Regions from separate parts of the Oryza sativa genome. Here region 2 is linked to region 1. The links are chromatin contacts, called in public HiCAR-type maps. All regions are on one chromosome and are shown on one strand. Each heading gives the region's core, a stretch centred on a gene start, on an enhancer-like site or on the middle of the called end of the contact. The rest is flanking DNA. Distances are from core to core; before and after follow the strand shown. Region 1 overlaps LOC4328761 (cytochrome P450 711A1). Region 2 overlaps LOC4328769 (serine/threonine protein phosphatase 2A 55 kDa regulatory subunit B).

Region 1 (3,918 bases), core at 805-3,304:
CATTACCTGAAGATCGGACCGTACTCCTTCGTGATGGCGCGAAAGACGTCCGGCCCGTTCTTGGCGAGAAGATGAAGGTGGCCTATGGGGAACCTGGTTGGAGGCCCTGGAACTGTCCTCAAGCTCCAGAAAGGTGCATAGAAGTATACCAGAAACACAGCAAGCAGAGCCAGTGAAGATCCAAGCAGCAGGACAGGTAAACCTGGGGTTGCAACATGGCTGATTTCAAGTGCAATGGAGCAATTGCTTGCCTCCATGGAAGATGCTTGCATGCTCACAAGTTTGCAATGGAGAGTTTGCTAGCTCGCTGGCTGCTTCTGGTGCCTGGATTGGTGCTGCTCATGCCAATTTAAACGTGAGGCACGAGTGATTGTCCTCTTCATGCTGCTATTCCCAGGACTTGCTGTAGCAGCGGGGAGCCGTTCCAGAGAGGGGCGATAGAGAACGTGTGGTGACACGCGTCACACACCAGCAGTTCTTGACCTGTGTAAGACCAGTGAAAAATCGAGTAATTTCATTGTAAGCAAAGCGTTTTTGAATTCTAAAAAAGTGCTGAACTTTCATTTACAACCAATCGTTAGCAATAGCATTTCAACAGACTGTCTACAGCCAAAAGTTTACATACAATAGCAGATTTCTTATCCCTGATTTACCACCTTATCTTTGACTATACCAATATTTGCTTGATCAATTGGCCTAACTACTATATACACACACAAACGCACACACACTACTTGCATTACCTACAAGTTTTTTAATTGCAACTATAGTTTTGTTAACAGGAGAAAATCAATTTCATCACCAGCTGTTATTTTATACCTTTTATAACCGAAAAACAGGGAGAAATTGTGCGGACAAATAGCAATAATATAAAACGAGTGCAGTAGTCAAATTGTGATTTTTTTCTACAAAGTGCCCACTCATCTATCTGAACCCGCATATTGAATTCCACTTAAACCTGCAGCCATCATAAATACGACAGCACAAACTGAAGGAAGCAGAAACGTAGGGATCGTTCTTCGCATATCCTTTTCGGATGGAATTGGGTTCTATGGTTCAGCCATTGGTTTCTTTCTCATAATTAAAGCACATGTGCAGTGACAACAAGGATATCTCTGATGGCAACCATGAAGGCATTGGAATGGGGAATCAAATGGATACCAGTACACCCATTTTAGCACTGTAATTTGGTCAAAAAATTTTACACTGGCTAGTATCACTGCTTTGCAATCTTGGCCAGTGTGACAGTCAAAATGGCTGTCAATATTGCCGTGTGAAAAGAATAAACTTTGAAAGTATCTCTCAAGATTCCCAGTGGGATGGAATTGACACCAGGATTCTGACAAGGATGGTATTAGCACCACGATACTTGGGGGGCTAGGATCTTCCACACTTTTTGTGGTGCTATGCTTTATGCATTATAAGCTCAACAATGTGCATGTGTCACTCGTAGGTCAGATCATTTTCTTTTCTGCTAGTTTGCATGTTAACTCACTAATCCACCATGCCACATGTTGTACACAAGTAAGTGGAAAATTATTCGTGAATCATGAAAGTTTTGAATATCCAACCTTAACCGTACCTCGTGGGATTCGATTAGACATACTGACGTCAGTTGAAAATTATGCCAAAAACAGCAATTTTTTCAATAAGAGTCGTCGAAAGCACCAGGTCACATATTTTATCGTCAAGTTCTCATTTGTTGCGAAATATATCACGCGTTTTAAAATATCACTTCAAAATTGATAATAATTGGTCGAACAAATTGCAAATCAGTTCAATTCTATGGGATCACATAAAGTCCATACCTTTATAAGAAAACCAGGTATTGGCAGTTACCATCTGGTTACTAGCATTCCTCCCTTCCCCAGTTGATTCCTGATGATGTAGTACAGCAGCAGCATCAGTATTAGTAGGTGTTTGGGAGATTCCACGATCCCAGTTCCCTTCAGCATGGCCTACAAAATGAAAAACAATGGTCCACATTCTCTGGATATTGGTTGCAGGGTTAACACTGATTCTCCTGTTGCCATCTCCCAGAGGAAATATTCTCTCCTCGATGTACTCTTTTCTTCAAGGCTGACAGAGCCCTGTTCTTTTCCAGCCATCATGGGGCCCAGCTCTGTTCTTTTCCAAACTAAGACGTTGTGCTTGTAGTATACAAACATGTTCCATTTCCAGCTCTGTTCCATTTTAGATTTATAAGGTTATTACAACAGTGTAATGTTTTCTTCTCATCTATTCAGTCCACTTAGCAAGTTGTTGATAAATGCTATCTAACTAAAACTTTGGTTTAAGTTTCTCTCTCGATATTTTCTGTTTCCATCTATTAAAAAGATGAAGGCTCCTCTTTAGTTCTACAAAAATACATGTAGTGGTACGGTAATATACATGTTTAATTACTATGAGCTAATTTGCGCTGCAACTCCTCCACTTGATTCATGGTAATGCCCCAGAATTTTGACATTACAGGGCTAAGCACATTTCGGACCACGCAGAAATATCTAGTCCAGAAGTGTAAAAGAAGACATATGACAAAGCACAGAGAGATAAATATATTTCAGAGTTCACTTGCTCTGGTCTCCTTTACCAAAGGTAAAAGTCATTAAATACCTGAATCATGAGAACTCATAAGGTACCCATGCATGGATCAAATGGGAGAATGCTTAACCTATTCAGATTCTAATCTTATTTTGAATTGATTTTACCTATCACAACTAGCACTCATCAAATAGCCCTCTAATCAACAAGAAATCAGGGAAAAAAAAGAGAGGAAAAGATGACTGAAGATATTTCGTAGGCTGATAGGCTCTATCAAGAACCTAAGATATTCGTGGACACCCACCAAAAAGGAAGAAAAATACTCCAGCTGCACAATAGTTTCCATTAAAAATGAGTGAATGATACACGGGCCAACAAAGGTGACCGACAACCTGTCACTTTTTGACCCTACGTGCAAATGCACGAGACTGAGAACAACCATAGTTAAACCATAGATCCAATGCATAGTGTACCATGAACAATCTCTCGGTTGTGTATCAGTTGTCATGACAAGAAACTGGGTCCCAAAACTGAATCGAATGAGTAATTTATGGATTAAAGTGACTCCACGGAGCTATATTACCATGCCATTGAAGTAAAAAGTAAGTCAAGTGAAGTGACTAGATGTACTGCAGCAAGCCCTATGGCATGAAGCTTTACTATTTTTAACATAATTTGGCATCGATGCTGTGGCATTCAATCTCCAGTATCAGTTTTTGCATTGCATGAAGCAATTGAAAGAGGATAAAGGCACACAACTTTTGTTCACCAGTTTAGAGCCCTTCAGTACAATATTAGGGTTGATGGTAACAGGAAAAGGTCAATAGTAAAAGAACCCAACTTGGACAATTATTGTACCAAGTCACCAGGGAGATGGGGGAATCTCCAGCTGTTGACGTTTTGCACAGCTTGTAATATGTGCGCAAATTTTTAATTTGTGCCCCTGAATTTCACAACTCTCTTTTTCTGACAATGATGTGCATAAACCCCTCATTCCTGGACATGCAACCTGATGGCTCAGTGTTTGGCGATGAATGTTGGGGAGGCTCTTCCTCTGTAGGCTAAGGTAGTGGGCCAGCGGCCGTATCTCAGTAGGCAGATAGCTAGGTAAGTATGTATGACTTGATGTGGAATTTTGGATACCAAGGATTGAGGTGATAATAGCTGAAAGTGAAATGTTCTCACCATATCATGTGATGACAATCATCTACTTCAATTCCTTTTTCACAATCAATTACTCCAGCCTATGCATTTGGAAGGCAAAGGAGAAGGGCAGAAGGCCAAAAATCATGCATCATGGTGCGATTGAAGGTTTCAAAACTGTTTAGGGTATGCTTCAAACATAGCTGCCGCATAGGAACTTTCCAGAAAGCAGTA
Region 2 (3,918 bases), core at 543-3,042, 160 kb after region 1:
TATAATTAGTAAGAATTAAGAAATGCAAGGTGAAACAACAAGTTTTAGACATGGTTTCACAAAACAGAATACAGACATAAAATTCATATGTATGCCATAGCTTGTAACCAATGAATATGCACGGAAGCAAAAGTATGATCCCGTCATTAGATTTACAAAGGAACACAATCTGGCATCTGGCATCTATGGGGGAGAAACGTCAGTGGTGCCAAGTTTAACAATTGCTGGATAGAGCTTGGCTGTTGCCGTGGCTACAGTCATCATATTCAACTTATACCACAATTGTCGATGCTTCCATTGAGTTTGACAATTGTCGGCGGCACGTTAACGCCACTGCTTTTGTCTGGTATCGCATCGATGGGTGAGAGGGAGAAGAGAGTTCTAGCATCATGGTAACTTCGTCAATCCCAATTACTATCCACTGAAGGCTACATGTGCTACAACGCAGGTATATGATTGTAAAACCGTTTTAAAACAAATCCATGTCAGCAAAACGACTCGTTAAAACTACTCTATGGGTGATATTTTTTTATAAAATGGTGATATTAAATGAGTGGATTAGAAGCTAAGGGTCTATTTGGACCACTTTGATAGTGTGCGCAGGAGGCTTGTTCAAAACAAAACTGAACGCTTAGTTTGTGGCCCCCAAATTAGCACATGAGCAAAATTTAACCAAACAAAAGATCCACCACAAAATGTAACTAGCGCTTGTGCATCACGCATTTCAATCCAGACGGCTCCATTGCATCTCAGAATTTCAATCGAGGCGGCTACATTCTCCTATATTTTTCAACGAGGCACGACCGTACGGTGTACGGTGAGTGAACTGTGTTTCTAGACCAAAAAGGCCAGCGTGGGCCCACGTCAGCCAGCCAGGGGCCCCACCGGTCAGAGCCGAGGTGGGACCGGGTCACAGAACAACAACGACAACAAACCACGCGGTTCAAAGACTCGACAAATCCAGCGGCGCCTCGACGGAGAAGCCGAAATTCGATCTCCGATTTCTGTTTTCCAAACCGGCAAATTCCAAGTAGTAGCTGAATTGAATTGAATTCGGGACCCCCCAAAACGACATGTGAGGAATCAATGGTCAGAATTCAGATGCGTGCACTGGAAGAACAGTGGATTTGAGCAGCATTTGGATGCCGCCGATCAATCGACGTGATGGGGATTGAACTGTTTGAATGTTGAACCGTTCAATTTAGAGGGGACAACAAATCGTTTACCGGTTAATAGTACGATCATGAATACTAGTTCCTCTGTTCTAAAATATAACAAATCCTAAAGTTTAAAGTTTATCTCAAATATAGCAGCTTATTACAGGTAAAAGATAACTTTTACCATTAAACGATCTATACTATCTCTAATAATCTAGACATATACCTCATCCATCCGGAGAAAGCAACAAGTTTTTTTTTATCTATTTCTTAATATCTGTGATAAAAATTAAAATCTTTGGTATATTTTAGGATAGAGTATAATTTATGATGCAATGTATGCACTCTAGATGGGATTATGTAGTAATCAGCATAAGGTTTGACGTTTGATGCCCCAAGATCATGTCCAATCATGTCTTGGAGCTGTACAAGCAACACATTCTCTACGCCATTAATTACGTAGAGAGCCACTTGTATTAAGGGGGCCGTTGGAGGATTTGACTCTATCCATACGGGGGCAGCAGCACACCAGCAGAGGCTAGTGGGGCCCACTTGACCAGCTTGGTATTGGGTGCTTGCGTTCTTTTTCCCTTCAATATAAATTCTTTGGGTGATTGCTAGAAGTAATTCGTGTGCTTTCTCACTTGAGTTTTGACTTGTGACTTTGTGAGTACTCAATGTACCATCACCTCCTATATGTTTAAAGTATTTGTTTGTGTTCCAAATTCGTCTTATAGCGACCAACTTGACGCGCGTTAATGTCGATTAAGATTGGGTTCGAGGGCGAGAGTGACAAGAGGGGAAATAGGAAGAGGAAAATGCCATGATAGTATTGACAAAACCATGTGCGAAGGGGGGATTGTATCGCAGTTGTGTTGCTCCCCATTTCGGTTTTCCCCACTTTACCCAAACTACTTTTTTGTTGATCTTGGTTATACAAAAGGTACGCAAGGACCCGTTTTATTGGACTGTACGTTACTCGTACACCGATGGTGAATGTAGATCCTCCAAGTTTTTAGATTAAAAAAATAATGTGTTCGACGTGCACATCAATGTATGTGTGTGGTGCGGACTGTGGAGTGAGCGTGCATCTTAAGGCTGTGTTCTTTTCCTCAGTGTTCCCAACCCCTCTCTTTCGTATTCCGCGCGCACGCTTTTCAAAATGCTTAACGGTGCGTTTTTTTTTTAAAAAAAGTTTCTATACGAAAGTTGTTTAAAAAATCATATTGATCCATTTTTTTTAAAAAAAATAGCTAATACTTAATTAATCACACGCTAATGAACCATGCATTCATTTAATACGCAGTAGATGAACTCTCAACCTACAGAAACACACAGCCTTACTATATTTACAGTTCAGAAAACCATGTGAGAAGAAGAATAACGGTGGGCGGAAGTAAGAACCAAACAGGTTAACAAACGGTCGATGCGACGGTAGCTACAATATGGAAGGAGAAGGGTTGCGATCGATCTTCGCGAGCCCCCAGCTGAAAGATAAGGATAACGACGATGGCGAACGCGACGGTGGCTCACCCAAAAGGATGAGGTGGCACAGGGGGGGTAGAGTTGCACGGTAGCGATGGCCTTCTAGTAGACAGTGTTGGCGCCAAAAAACCAGCAAACAACATGACAGTGAGGGTGCAGCCGCCACTGCCAACAACATGACAGTTTTGCAGAGAAGAAGATGACACAACAAACGCCAGCCAGCAAAGTGTACACCTAGCGACCTCTACTATAATATTCCCTCTGTTTCAAAATATTTGACACCGTTGACTTTTTAAGTATATGTTTGACCGTTCGTCTTATTTAAAAAAGTTTGTGAAATATGTAAAACTATATGTGTATATGAAAGTATATTTAACAATGAATCAAATGATATAACAAGAATAAATAATTACTTAAATTTTTTTGAATAAGACGAATAATCAAACACGTACTAAAAATGTCAACAGTGTCAAACATTTCGAAACGGAGGGAGTAACTTATTAACTGGAATCACATCGGTAGAAGAAGATAAGCCCGGTTGAAAAACCGGGCCAAAGTGTCGAGGTCACACGCTTCCGCGTTCAAACAGGAGCGTCGTCAAGGTCAAGAACAACTAATAACTTCACATGACATTGCCTGTCAAAGATTAATTACTGGGTCCCCAAACTGATAAAAGAAGAAGACAGAAAAACATTGGATTGATCCGAATTCATTCCAAAGCTCAGACGCATACAGGCAAAGCACCGGGTAAACTGGAAAGTGTAAACGTAGCTCAACTTGCACGGAGGCTCAAGAGTTGAGTGACAGCAGCAGGGGGTTGAAAAAGGAACAAGCAATTAACAACAGGCAAACGAAACCAAACACTGTGAAAGAGAAACCAGCGTTCTCCAGGAAGTAGCTGAAGCTGCACCTGCAACTTCTATCTCACCTTCTTCCAGTTGGCACCAACCAATCTTCCTCAGAAGATGGCTAAAAATCAAATTTCTGGGTGTGATCGGCTACAGATTTATTTTTTCTTGGAAACCAAAATGTCCATGAATGGTATTCATATCTTTGCTACAGCTAACAGAAAGAAAAGTGTGTTATACACATTTCAGTTTACGGGAGGATTAAGAAGAATCGAAGGTGATACAAGCCACAAATTTTTGATCACGTGAAGATTAATGAATGAACAAGGCAGCAAAGAATAGCTACAATAACTGTAGTAAAATTTTATGTTCAAAGATTTGGATGTCCATGACAAGAGATGGTTGTTAGCCCTGGCTAGGTGGCATTA

Evidence for each region. HiCAR-type assays count read pairs that join an accessible place to other places.
Region 2: a contact with region 1 is called in a HiCAR-type map of leaf, with 3 times the contacts expected there. The contact joins two enhancer-like sites. A contact is called at or near these places in 1 of 15 Hi-C or Micro-C datasets (panicle) and 1 of 4 datasets of contacts at active chromatin or transcription factors (leaf).

Annotation. Positions count from the first base shown.
Region 1 is chr2:6,828,742-6,832,659 of ASM3414082v1, forward strand. It overlaps LOC4328761 (cytochrome P450 711A1), which reads right to left. Exons shown (of 7, transcript XM_066307323.1): 3 at 1,809-1,958; 4 at 7-483. The coding sequence starts at 272. Among protein-coding and RNA genes, the nearest start is that of LOC4328761, 3.9 kb to the right of the region's middle. Within about 2 kb of position 2,055, at least 6 of the 15 cell types and tissues checked have open chromatin away from gene starts, as enhancers often do. A contact at or near this core is called in leaf, where this site is marked.
Region 2 is chr2:6,984,754-6,988,671 of ASM3414082v1, forward strand. It overlaps LOC4328769 (serine/threonine protein phosphatase 2A 55 kDa regulatory subunit B), which reads right to left. Exons shown (of 14, transcript NM_001409870.1): 14 at 3,832-3,918. Among protein-coding and RNA genes, the nearest start is that of LOC4328768, 5.6 kb to the left of the region's middle. Within about 2 kb of position 1,793, at least 14 of the 15 cell types and tissues checked have open chromatin away from gene starts, as enhancers often do. A contact at or near this core is called in leaf, where this site is marked.